Regions from separate parts of the Salmo salar genome. Here region 1 is linked to region 2. Evidence: chromatin contacts called from public Hi-C data. All regions are on one chromosome and are shown on one strand. The core of a region is the stretch at or near the end of the contact, and the rest is flanking DNA. Distances in the headings are between cores, read along the strand shown. Region 1 overlaps LOC106612559 (sortilin-related receptor). Region 2 overlaps LOC123744727 (a long non-coding RNA gene).

Region 1 (7,356 bases), core at 2,943-5,442, 100 kb after region 2:
CTGGGTGTCAGTTAGCTGGCAGCACAGCACAGCTAGGGAGTCTTGTTGCTAGGAGAGAAACAGCACCAATCTCTCCAATTGGCTAGAAAGGCCTGCATGATCCTCCAATAAAACCCCACACAGCACCAGGACAGTGCTAGCCATCCAGACAATTAATATGGTAGCCGAGTTCGGGGATGAAGTGGATTGAAAGGTATATTTATTGGAAAGGTCAAGATTGGACTGATTGTGTGTGTGTGTGTGTGTGTGTGTGTGTGTGTGTGTGTGTGTGTGTGTGTGTGAGATGGTAGTAAATGGGAGTTATTAGAAATGTTGAGAATGCAAAGTGCTATTTTCCTGATTTGTATTCCCTGAAAACCATAGTCATCACACATGCTCCACACTAAAGAATGGTTCCACAGTAAGGAGTGGTTCCAAACTAAGGAGTGGTTCCACACTAAGGAGTGGTTCCACAGTAAGGAGTGGTTAACTCCCAAGATTTGGTATAATAGAACCAGTATTACATGACAATAAAAGTCCCAACTACTCTTTGAATGAAACCCTGGCCATAAAGGAAGGTGAAAAAACAAACATACAAAGTTTACAGTCAAGCATCTAGTGACTGTCTAGAGCGGGGTAAATTATGTTCAAAGTTTCCGAAACTTCATGAAGGGGAGAAACAGGCACACACTAAAGACACCTCAAGGGCATGAATGTTGGAATGGACCAATACCCAGAGTAGTCTACCTAAACCACCAGCCCTATCTACTTTCTCTGACCAGGTCAATCTTCACGTCTCCCAAAGCAGAAGGAAGTGATTGAAAGTTTGAACTTGGCTTTCGGCAGCCTATCCTGCTAGACAGTCCCAGCAGTCATTTGCTTTTAATACTAAATGTTAATGTTCACCCAACACTTTACCCAGTGGGCAGAACTGGTTGCAATGACGTTAGGCGGATGTTTTTTTTTGTGACATCATGGTACTGACGTTTTTTTTTACACATCTTATATGGTGAGGCTATCTATTGAAAACAAGTTTACAACCAGAAATGACATCTTCCAATTGTAGTCATTTAGAAGACGCTTGTATCCAGAGCGACTTACAAAGAAACATCATTATGACGTCCTGTGCCAAATTCTTCCCACTTGGAAGGGTACACAGATACTCAAGACATTCATCGATTTCTTAGCAAAGAACTTAATACAAGTTGAGCATCATTCACCTTCAGAGAAACGTTACCTTCTTACTTAGCCAGGTTAGTGAATAACCATGTTTCCGTCCAACCCTTTTTATGTAAGTAAAAAGTAGGCTACCTGTCGGATAAAAAAAAAAAGCAATTGTAGGTAAGCTTCCCTAAATGTTGACAAAACCAAAATACATTTGAAAGGGTGGACCCTTTTTTTGTCTGTGAAATAGATAATGCGACAAATGGCAGTGAATTTTTGTTTTTCGCATCTTTTGATAGAAGAGCCATCATGTCGCAGTAAATTTGCAGTCACACGATGCTACGTTGTGTGGTCCGACGACAAAGTGCTTTTGATGTGCACTACGTAATCATGCACAGCTTTTTATTCGTAACAAGCCACTTTGATGGAAACACACCGCTGCCTGTAAAATGGGCATCTCTTTTTGTGTGAATATTAAAGTATTCACTTGAAAATCTTTTGACAAGTGGATGGAAACCTAAAATAGCTATTGAAACAGAAATGTTCATATAAAAAAACAATACCAAGGCACCCTTATGATGCAAGTTAAAATGTCATTATCTTGACATGTCCACAAGGATAACTCTCTTTCAACCTGGACATCCAAAGATTTCTCAGGGAGAAAGAGCCTTATGAGTTCCCCCTACCAGTGCTCACAATAGACCACAATGGCTGTGTCTTGCTGTCCACAACGGCCTGCCTTCTCTATCGCAAGCCTGTCCTTGACCAGCCATCAGTTACCAGCCTATTGACCTTTCAGCTACCAACCAATCAGTGGGTCAGGTACCTCTTGACCCCTGGGAAGTGGTAAAGGTGGACTCTCTTCCTCTGGTCAAGTGGCTGTAGAAACCACACACCACACACACGTGCACCCACACTGTTCACTGCCCGTCGCTGACCTTCAACCTCCTACTGAGTTGTACTGAGGAGCCTCCATGGTCCTCTGATTGGATTGGCCATGATAGACACTTCACACAGTGGGCTCTAACGGTCTGATAATGGTAGGAACACTCGAGGAGAGTGCCCTTCCTTCCTTTATGAAGGAAGGGCATGGTGTCATATAGATTGCAGTGTCATATAGATGATGACTCAGTGTGTGTTCATGGGGACGTATAGCCACGCAGCGTATAAACATGTTATCATCGACATACATGAGAGGCTCACTCGTCCCGCCAATTGGATTGTCGGCGTAATGCTATCATAACGCGCTTAGCATAGCTTCCTCCATTTACTTGACGTTTCCCTCCCTTTTTCCTCGACTGATCTTTCACAGCTAAACTAACACAGTCAAACTGTGAAACTGCCAGCAGCAACTCTGTTGTCATGTTTCCATCTTATGAATTTAACTCAGATTGCTTCTTGTTAGCCTAGATTTGTAGTTTTAAATTCAGTAACTGCAGTGGCATATTGTTTTAATATGTGTATGATATTTACATCTTAAAATAAAGACTGCGGATTGTTACTTTTATTATGGTAATTTTGTCTCATGTGCAATTATGCCATGAATGTTATTGTCTCGCAGTTTTGTGTTATCTTCAATGTATAAAATATATCCACACTACTTTGTTTTTGACCCTATTTTTCTCCCCAATTTCGGGATTACGATCTCGTCTCATCGCTGCAACTCCTCAACGGGCTCGGGAGAGGCGAAGGTCGAGTCAAGCGTCCTCCGAAACATGACCCGCCAAACCACGCTTCTTAACACCCGCTCGCTTAACCCGGAAACCAGCTGCAACAATGTGTCGGAGGAAACACTGTTCAACTGACGACCGAAGTCAGCCTGCATGCGCCCGGCCCACCACAAGGAGCCACTAGAGTGCGATGAGCCAAGTAAAGCCCCCCCGGCCAAACTCTCCCCAAACCTGGACGACGCTGGGCCAATTGTGCACCGCCCTATGGGACTCCTGGTCACGGCCGGTAATGACACAGCCTGGGATCAAACCCCTGCAATGCAGTGCCTTAGACCGCTGCACCACTCGGGAGGGCCCTATTTTGTATAATTCTAATAAAGTGAAAAAGTTGGAAACGTCTAAGTTCTGTTAATTAAAAGGCTAATATAGCCTGTATCATACAATAAAAAAACGAATTATGACTAAGCAAGAGATCTCCCTTCTCTCTCGAGGTAGCCTAGTGGTTAGAGTGTTGGACTAGTAACCGAAAGGTTGCAAGATCGAATCCCCAAGCTGACAAGGTAGAAATCTGTTGTTCTGCCCCTGAACAAGGCAGTTAACCCACTGTTCCTAGGCTGTCATTGAAAATAAGAATTTGTTCTTAACTGACTTGCCTAGTTAAATAAAAGGTAAAAAATAAAATATCTATACAGTTACTAACTACACACATATCTGAAGTCCCAGCATACAGGACACAATACTTTTCTCTTTGCTTTTGAGGTCATTCACCTCTCTATACATGAGGGTTCGACAAGGGAGTTGACTAATGATGTTTATCAGTTTGATTGGGTCTTGGAACACTGTAATGTGGTAGTAATAAATGTCTTGTTGAGGAGGCAACACAGATGGTGTGATATCAAGCATGCCCTCTGCTGGAGGAGATTCCAGGCTGAGAATCTCTGGCCAGTGAGAATCCTTAGCAATCTGAGGCCCACTAGAGGGGTACTGTAGGCTACAGGACTATGTAACAGGGTTGTTTGAGTACTTACCAGAAGCAATGTAGGAGTCTCAGAACCATGGTGCCGGAAAATTACTATATATGGGGCTGACAATTGTTAAAATCGGAAGACGTTCATCCGAAACTGTGACATGCACACATTTGTGAACTGGGTAAGCTATTGGTTTAACAATGCCTTGAGATGTGTGTGTGTGTTCTGCACGGTCCAGTCTGTGCTGTGTACGGTGAACGCTGCCTGGCCATGACAGTACAGGCTGTTTATCCAGACTACCCCTCTCAACCCCTCCTCCCCAGCATCTGCTCATCGTCCTCCCAAGGCCCGGGCCGTTTCCTGGCTGCAGTACACACTGGAGCCCACTGTTGCGTCTGCTGGGGCTGATAAGAGGCACCGACCTCAACGCTGCTCCCTCCGATGCACTGACAGGTCACCAACAGAACAACTGGCTGTTGTATAGGGGGGAGTGGGAGGGAGAGACCAATCTGTGACTGACATGAAATTACACCAGTTGAAGGGAGGGTCAGGGCCTGGACACTTAAGTTTGGGGTCATTTCTTAAGCCCTGTTTAGCGAATCATTGTTGTCTACAAAGGTCGATAGTGATACCATGATGTGGAATATTCCATAACAAAATCTAGAACTGATGGTCTCAAATCTTGAACAATGTAGTTTCTCTCAGTGCATTGGCATCCGTTACTCACATAAACAGTGATTGTGATTTGGAAAGAGATGAATAACTTATCGACTTGAAAAGAGAAATAGGGAGGAATTAACTTCTTCAACAAGCAGGTCTTTCTCTGACAGCTCTGAAACCGAACACGTGAGACCTCTAGTGGTAGCCTTGAGAACGACGAAGCTATTCGACAAAAGAAGAAAAGCTTGTCTGGATCCCAAATGGAGCCCTACACTCTTAAAAGGAAAACAAAAAAGCCAAGGACAAGAGCATGCCTGGTATGGCGGCACAGTTACTGTGAACAGTTGAGTGGGCCGGTGAAGGAGCTTTTCTGACTGCAGGTATGCGTTTTCTGAACAACCGTGGGGGCTAAATGCATCACAGCGTCAGAGAAATCCTGACACTGTGGTGTCAGTGCTCTCTGTCTGAGCTGCCCTCAGAATCTGATGGACAGATGAGAATGGAGAGGTGAGGAGAGGGGGGAGGAAGAGAGGAGCACAGCAGCTCAATTTAGAACGTCGTAAGTGTGGAGTGCTTTTTAGAGCAGAGAAAGAAAGACTGGAGAGCAGTCTGTTACAGTACATCGTCATTGAGCTTTTAAAAGAATCTGTAGCCTACACAACAAATATACTTGGATTCATTCGAGCACAGCATGTCTGGGTCCACTGTCTGTGGTTGACCAGGACGAGTCAGATCTGAAAATAAATACAGCCAGACGAGTTTAGTCAGAGAAACAACAGAGAGGAGACAGTTGAGAAGGAGCAAACATTTCTAATAGCGGTTCCCGACAGGGTATTTTTGCTGAGGGAGACTGCCCAGTTGGTTACTCTTTGGGCAATATATGATAATGTCCCTTTCAGGATTTAATTCCCTGTACTATAACAGTGTTGTTTGAAGTCGTGTTTGAAGTTCAAGATTATTAAGTATGTTTGGGAGCGTTTCTTTCCGCAATGTCAGAGGGTTCTTTTCAGGTGGAACACAACAATGAGCTGGCGCAAAGGAATGAGAGAGATTAAAGATGAGGCCATACAGAACTGTTGCCCCTGGGGATGCTCTTGAGCCAAAAGGGCTAAGTGGACAAATATACCTACAAATGTCCTGATTGGGCAGACAAGAGTGCACCTTGTTATGATAAAAAATATGTGTGTGATAATGTGCTGTATATGAACCATACAGCCAACATTCAAGTTAAAATGTAACTAACAATTAGGGAAAGGGGATACCTAGTCAGTTGCACAACTGAATGCATTTAACTCAACCCCTCTGAATCAGAGAGCAATTCAACTTCCATATTCAACTTCCAACTTCCATAGTTCGTCTTTAAGTCTTAAGTATTTTATTTGATAAAGTTTGAACTGCTGCTGATATACTGAAAGCATGACATACAGTATAGAAGTGTAAAGAGCCTCTTCCTAATGACCTTGTTAAAATATACTTAGTAAAATCATGAACAGCACTATTTAAGTACACAATTATTTCCCTCCCCCAAATTAATATGTACACTTGATTAAGGTAGCACTTCAAAACTTTGATTAAAAACACAAAAGACATTACTCTCTTTTGCTGTTATCGTGTTGTTCTGTTTTGTCATTTCATGGATGTCTATTCCATTGATTACTGTACTTTGTACCTTCAAAGCACCTAGCCTGACGGTCTACTCTTCTGAGAAGCACACCTGCCTCTTTACTTAATCATAGAGCTCTCTGGGGAATTGTGCAGCCTGCATTAAAGCTGTAATGACCTCACTGTTTGTTTCTAGCCCTCTGTCTCTTTCTCAGAAGTTCCCCTGAGAGCATGGACAATGCCCTTCACTCAACAGTCATAAAAGCCTATGAGCGTCAGTGGAGCTGTAGCCGTTCTGCGTGACTGGAGGAACGAGGGAGAATGAAAAGACCAGGAGATGAGACGCGAGTCAAAAACCACAAGTGAGAGTGGCCTGATTAAGGACTGACCACAGTTCATCTCCAGGACGTCCGTACTCTACAACCTCTACACGGCACTGTCTACATGCACTCCTTCCTGTCTCACGCTGCCAAATACTGAAGGACTTACTCATAGCATTGTGGTTAACCAAGGCTGAGTTTGCCGTTGCTTTGTTAAGGGTCTTTGAGGAGACTCGATAGGGGATTTGTTAATTTCTATCAAAAGCATTTGGAAGTTGGAAGGACATTGACTAAAGACAGTAAATTAAACCAAAAAAAAGATAATTAAATAATTTTAGAAAGCAGAGATCTTCAGTGTTGTTTTTGTCCATCCATCCATCCATCCATCCATCCATCCATCCATCCATCCATCCATCCATCCTCTCTGTGAAAGAAGAGGAAAATGAGGCTTGGGCACATTTCCAGTAAGTTTATTCCAGTATAAGTGGTTTTTAAAACACTGCACACTGTACCTCAAACATCTCACGTCCTTGAGACCCCCATAAGCAAGCAAGATCGACATATTCAAATATGGCGGTGTCCAATATATATTCTGTGCAAAAACTTTAAGCATACAATTTTACAGAAAAAAAAAAAAAAGTTTACATTTGGAAGGGATGGGGGTTGAAACGGTCACACAATCAAGAATTATATTTTGTACAATTGTCAAAACTTGGGACTACATGAGAAAATCCATCAGGTGGCTTTAGATATGTGCCTTGTTTAAACAGCCAATGCAGACAGGAGTAGTGACCTGTATATAACAACAACAAACGACTTCTACTGCTCTCTCTTCAGTACAGATCATTCTCTTTAGCATTGTGTAAGGGTACTGAGTGTGTGTGTGCACTCGTGTCGTCATAAATACAGTACATACATACAAACTCAATGTGTTCTAATAAGGCATATGTGGCAAATCGAAGTCCACAGAAAAGAAACAGTCCCATCAGTATC
Region 2 (6,935 bases), core at 2,261-4,760:
TACAGTGATATTGAAACATGTTGATGAAATTGAAAGTTGGTAAAAAGTGAGTGAATTTGATGGTTCAGTTTGTTTGTATAGTCTGGTGCCTGTTTGTTCCCCATAAGCTGCTGTTGTTTTTGTTTCCAAATGTTTACTGTTCTTTTAAAAACAGTTTGGAATGAAAATATACTGTGACATTGTAGCTGTCATCTGAAGCTAGTAAAATGCCTTTTCAATCTCCTATATTTCAGCTTCTGAAATGTAAAATAGATCATCTAAGCAACTTTGTAACTCACCCTATCGTCTTAGTGCCTCATGATATTCCTCAGCTTTAGTCAGCAGATTTAAAATGGATGAAATCTTTTTCAGGATTTTGCCATATTCCTCCCCTGCAGTTCAGTATTAGATTTGTTTTTGTCAGGGGGTGCGCAGTTGATCTCCTACCAACTGGTGTTGCAATGCAGCAGTCTGAAGCTAAATTGATTAAACAGTCTGGAACGCCAGACAACCGATAGTCTCACACTCAGGTTTGATTTGCTGGGATTACATTCTAGCTGGTGCCAGATGTGAGGATTTTCAAATGGTCATCTTTGCATCAAAATCCTTATAGCCTGATCCTTATAGCCTGATCCTTATAGCCTGATCCTTATAGCCTGATCCTTATAACCTGATCCTTATAACCTGATCCGTATAGCCTGATCCTTATAGCCTGATCCTTATAACCTGATCCTTATAACCTGATCCTTATAACCTGATCCTTATAGCCTGATCCTTATAACCTGATCCTTATAGCCTGATCCTTATAACCTGATCCTTATAACCTGATCCTTATAGCCTGATCCTTATAACCTGATCCTTATAACCTGATCCTTATAGCCTGATCCTTATAACCTGATCCTTATAGCCTGATCCCTATAGCCTGATCCTTATAGCCTGATCCTTATAGCCTGATCCTTATAGCCTGATCCTTATAGCCTGATCCTTATAACTTGATCCTTATAGCCTGATCCTTATAGCCTGATCCTTATAGCCTGATCCTTATAGCCTGATCCTTATAACCTGATCCTTATAACCTGATCCTTATAACCTGATCCTTATAGCCTGATCCTTATAGCCTGATCCTTATAGCCTGATCCTTATAGCCTGATCCTTATAACCTGATCCTTATAACCTGATCCTTATAACCTGATCCTTATAGCCTGATCCTTATAGCCCGATCCTTATAGCCCGATCCTTATAGCCCGATCCATATAACCCGATCCTTATAGCCTGATCCTTATAGCCTGATCCTTATAACCTGATCCTTATAGCCTGATCCTTATAACTTGATCCTTATAGCCTGATCCTTATAACCTGATCCTTATTGCACATAATGGCATGGCAGATGAAACAGAAACTATTTCTGCAATCAATCATTTGGAATAAAAACATTTGATTGTTTTATGTGGATTTAATGTGATTTATTATCACAATTGCTAAGGCTTCCGAAAGAGCGCAGTCTGAACTCTTTGGTTCTGAGGTGACCCCTGTTATATATACTACTAAAACACTGGCAAATACATTTTCCTTTTCTTTTGTTGAGAAATTGTGTGATAGTTTAGCCACAAAAAAAGTGTTTGATGGAAAACTAAGGGAGAACAGAGAGAGATAGACAGAGAGGGGGAGAGAAACGTTTGTACTTTACAAATTGGAAGTACAATTAAATATACATATTTTTAATATAGCATAAAGCAAATATCTTTACATTGACATATTCTTTTAACTCACTGAATTTTGTAGGATTACTGTAGAAAAAACCCTTTAGAATTCTATAGTGTGTAGTCAGTAAACTTTTTACTTTCTTCATTATAGCCTCTGATATTGTAAGAATACTTTTAACTGAGAGATAATATTACATGTTATTTACAAAAGTGGACAGATTCATTTAGTTTCCAAATGTTCTTACCGAAAGTGTTAGTGCTCGGCGTTGTGGAATCTGCAGTGCAGATGTGTGCTGTGAATAGAGTGTAGTATGTCTTACTGTCCAGGAGAGGGGGAAAGGAAATCTTTATTCAGTGAATGAAAATCTCCCCGATGAACTGCACTTCTGATCGTCCCAGCTCTTAGTCCCAGTACAGCAGACCAGTACTCATTTTCACAAAACTTCTCAGTTTAAGAGTGCTGGTCTAGGATCAGCTCCTCCCTGTCCATGTCCTTTTATTTATTAAGTGCTTTATGAAAACAGGCCCAGATCTCAGAGAGGCCTGGTTGATTTATTGGTAGAGGGGCTCTATCATGAAACAATTGTATCTTTGGCCAAGCAGTTTTTTTTATGCTTTCTTAAATAACATTTCTTAAATAACATTTCTTAAATAACCTTTCTTAAATAACCTTTTTTTTAAATGACCTTTCTTCAATAATTGTGAGCAATATACATGAATGGTGAACAGCATATTTCTGCCTAGTATTAAGCCAAAGTCATGTTTAGTGATATAGAATTTCTACTTAATACATATTTCTATAATAATGATACAAGGATTTTGTAAAGAGTTTCGTTTTTAAATTTGAGATTATTCCATAGGAACTACTTACTGTACTATGTCTCTTCATTAGAAATGAAAACCAACTTTATGAACGAGATCCTTATGGAATGTTTCAGATGGTGTTTTTTTTATACCAGATAATTGGTTTGAATTGTACAATGACATACTAACAAATAACATTACATTTGTAGTGATTGGAATAAAATTGTACTGAAGACTGTTCGATGGAAAATATATATATATATTTTAAATACTACAGTAAATGTAAAATAAACAGAATTAAATAAATATAAATACCAATATCAATAGTTTCTAGTTTTACCATAGGCTCCGGGTTTTCAGAATTGTTAAGCCAAGCTAGTTTTTATGTAGAATCTCGCTTTGTGAGTTTTACATAAACAAATAAAAGAAATTCACTCTGCAGAATGTACAATTGTTTTTGACATGATTGGAGTGTTGGACGTCCTTTTCCATGTGTCTCCAGAGGCACAGAGAAATATGTGTTTGATTACCAGATCTAACTCTGCTCCTTAGAGTTTTTCCCCAACTTTTCAACACATAAATTATTAACGTTAAATAAACCACACATCTAGCAAACGTACAAAAATCTGTACTAGATCCCAGGCTGTAGATAATAAACACTCTGTCAGCCTGTTGCTTTTCTTCACAGATAATGCAAAGTTTGTGATGATTCAAAAGCCTGGTTGAAGTGATAGTGTAGTGTTGCATTGGTTCAGCGGTAGAGTAGAGTAGAGCAGGACAGGACTGTATGGCACAAAGAGGGACAGGACGTTGATTTGTTCCACGTTCTGTAAGCCCCCTCGTTCCCCCCTGGCGCCCCATCTCTCTCTCTCTCTCTCTCTCGCTCTCTCTCTCTCTGTCTCTCTCGCTCTCTCTCTCTCTCGCTCTCTCTCACTCTCTCTCTCTCCCGAGCAGTGTAAACACACAGCTCCAGAGGAATGTTGGACTCTCTGACCTCACAGCAAACACTCTGGTGCAGTTCACTCGGTTCAGCCTGGCCGTGCTGTGCTCCGAGTGCAGCCAGCCCCTCTCCCCTCGCCTCGCCCCTCTCCTCTCCCCTCGCCACGCCTCTCCTATTTGACTCAGTGAGAGACAGAGAGAGAGAGAGGGAATGAGGGAGGTAGAGAGAAACAGAGCGGCCAGATTCCTTCCTGCTCTTGCTCTCTCTCCGTGGCGGGCGGGCGGACCCCATTGTGTGCAGTGCCTGGCACACATGAACAGACCCCCCCCCCCCCCCCACACACACTTCTGCACACTGCAACCTCCCTTTTCCAATGCCCCCCTTCTCCCTCTCCCCTTTAACTGTCACTCCCCACAACTCCCCATTACGTCCACACAGAGCCCCACCACAGTGGCTTGCACTTCCTGGAAATATGCTATATGGTAGAGAGACGCAGGTAGTGTCCCTGCCTGGGCGGTTGGTTGTGCACTGATAGGCAGCTGAAAAGCATTGAAACGCAAAGGGTTACTGCCTTACTGGTGTTTGTATTTGCCTGTGATTTGGACCTCTCCCCATAGTGTTAGATTGTGTAGCTTATCTTTCTGTGTCACAGGAGAAGCAGAACCTTTAAACTGCTTCTTGACCATGCAGTCACCACCAGCGAACTGACAGACAGGAGTGGATCAGATGAAGTTAGGTCAAAGCAGACCTCATCTGTCAGTGTGTGTAAAGGTAGTGTAAAATGAATGTTTGACCTTCTCTCTTTCTCTCCCTCTGTCTGAGCCAGCCAGACTGGGCTCAGCCATTTTTAGCAGACACAGCAAGCCATCCCTACACACATACTGTACATGCACACAGACCAATGTGCCCGCATGCACCCTCGCACACGTGTGTAGACACAGATTTATGCTTGTACACATACACCACACACACACAACTGCCGAGGCTGCAGGGCTAATAGTTAATGTGTCTGGGATGGGTGGGGAAGCTGTCAGGGCAGTGAGCACAGTGAGCCACACATTCATCCCACTGGGCTACCTCTCATACAATAGACAGGTATGACAAATGTGGGTTTTTTTTCACTTTGCTAAAAGTGTTTTCACTGTGGTTTCCTTAGGTACTGTCACAATTTACCCAGAGATTTCATTTTATGAACCTAGATTACCCTGGGATTCATTTTATGAACCTAGTTTACCCTGGAACTTCATTTTATGAACATTATTTACCCTGGGATTTCATTTTATGAACCTAGTTAACCCTGGGATTTCATTTTCTGAACATTATTTACACTGGGATTTAATTTTATGAACCTAGTTTACCCTGGGGTTTCATTTTATGAACATTATTTACCCTGGGGTTTCATTTTATGAACATTATTTACCCTGGGATTTCATTTTATGAACCTAGATTACCCCGGGATTTCATTTTTTGAACCTAGTTTACCCTGGGATTTCATTTTATGAACTTAGTTTACCCTGGAATTCCATTTTATGAACATTATTTACCCTGGGATTTCATTTTATGAACCTAGATTACCCCGGGATTTCATTTTTTGAACCTAGTTTACCCTGGGATTTCATTTTATGAACTTAGTTTACCCTGGAATTCCATTTTATGAACATTATTTACCCTGGGATTTCATTTTATGAACCTAGTTTACCCTGAGGTTTCATTTTATGAACATTATTTACTCTGGGATTTCATTTTATGAACCTACAGAGACATATGTTACAATTCTACAACGCATTTTATGATCCCTAATATCATTTTCCACTAGTATGTCTACGTTATGCCATCACCATTTAAATCATGTTTGCAGTGTAGGCCTACACCCTAAGAATGACTGGATTATCTTGGCTGTTACATCCTCTCTGTCTATGGTTGCTTCCCAAACGGCACCCTGTTTGCTTTTTAGTTCATAATATAGGACATAGGGTGCCACTTGGGACGCATCCTCTGTCTATGGAGATGGCTGGGGAAGAGGGTGGGCGCCAAGCAGCTAGCTACAAGACTCGTCTCATTTCTTTAAGCTGAGTAAACGCAGTTCGGAGTTTGGGAGCCGGAGATACCAGGGAAGAACTTCACCTGAACAAAGAGGCTGGTTGTGTTGGCGCTCCACCAGGGGCTTGATCTCTGTGAGCTGTCATTTAACAGAGAAAAGGACCGTGTTCAGTAGAGGGATGGAGGGAGGGATGGAGGGATGGAGGGATGGATGGATGGATGTAGAGAGGGATGGAGGGAGGGATGGAGGGAGAGATGTAGAGAGGGGTGTAGAGAGGGATGGAGGAATGGATGTAGAGAGGGATGGAGGGATGGATGTAAAGAGGGATGGAGGGAGGGATGTAGAGAGGGATGTAAAGAGGGATGGAGGGAGGGATATATAGAGGGATGGAGGGTGGGATGTAGAGAGGGATGGATGTAGAGAGGAATGTAAAGAAGGATGGAGGGTGGGATGTAGAGAGGGATGGATGTAGAGAGGAATGTAAAGAGGGATGGAGGGAGGGATGTAGAGAGGGATGGATGTAGAGAGGAATGTAATGAGGGATGGAGGGAGGGATGTAGAGAGGGACGTAAAGAGGGAAAGATCCCAGATTTTCCCATCATATGATTTTTCTCACATGATATTTTTTAATAAGCAAAACCTCAGCACAGCACAGCAACCCTATCTAAACAGTCATTTCAAGATGTCCGCCAGTTTTATTTGCTCATGACCATCTGCTGTGTCATTGTGAAATTGTATGTAATTATGTTTTTAGATTATGATTGTTGTTGTCATCGTGAACCTGACTGATCAGAAGCCTAACCCAGTTTTTTTTGTATAGCATTGAACCTGGTATGGTTCTTTCTGGAGAATAATTTGTTAAAGGGGACAGAGGGGTTACTCTGTCCTCTGCTGGTGGATGTTGGCCAGTGCAACAGGTTCATGACCAGAAAGTGGAATTAAGAGTAGTGAAAGTGTTCCTTTTCGGTATAATTTGGTTCAAGTCAATATAGATTTAAGGCGATCATATGACAGCGAGTCCTTTTGATTTTCATTACAGAGGGAAAATTATTATTTCCCTTAAGTTGAACTTTTGTTGCATGTTGAGTAAAAGTCAGCTACTTCACAGAAGTATAGTAAATCCATAAAAATATACCTTCATAAATATTCATGACATGGCTGTTATGGCATTATTATAATTATCTGTGGCTACCTTCCTCCTCAAACCTTTAACACCTGGATTCCTTGTATTGCGGCTATGCGAATGAGAAGCACACCATTTAAAGTAAATTATGCATATTAACACTGAGTAAATATGTATGTCAATGTATATGAATGTACCTATGTACTGAATATGTCTATGGGTGTGAATATGTATGTGCACGTTTGAAGCCAATGCAAGCAGCCAGTGACCGTAGACTAGGAGGAGGACTGATGGCCAGGCAAAGAGAACCAGATGGCTGGAAATATAGGCTGCTAAATTATTCAT

What was found. A called contact is a pair of places that touch in the nucleus more often than the background predicts.
Region 1: a contact with region 2 is called in a Hi-C map of muscle, with 10 times the contacts expected there. The contact joins two enhancer-like sites. A contact is called at or near these places in 2 of 3 Hi-C or Micro-C datasets (gill and muscle).

The regions. Positions count from the first base shown.
Region 1 is chrssa09:124,273,974-124,281,329 of Ssal_v3.1, forward strand. It overlaps LOC106612559 (sortilin-related receptor), which reads right to left. Exons shown (of 48, transcript XM_045724476.1): 48 at 6,818-7,356. Among protein-coding and RNA genes, the nearest start is that of LOC106612559, 83 kb to the right of the region's middle. Within about 2 kb of position 4,193, at least 2 of the 13 cell types and tissues checked have an H3K27ac peak or open chromatin away from gene starts, as enhancers often do. A contact at or near this core is called in muscle, where this site is marked.
Region 2 is chrssa09:124,173,056-124,179,990 of Ssal_v3.1, forward strand. All of the region lies in intron 1 of LOC123744727 (a long non-coding RNA gene), which reads left to right. Among protein-coding and RNA genes, the nearest start is that of LOC123744727, 25 kb to the left of the region's middle. Within about 2 kb of position 3,511, at least 7 of the 13 cell types and tissues checked have an H3K27ac peak or open chromatin away from gene starts, as enhancers often do. A contact at or near this core is called in muscle, where this site is marked.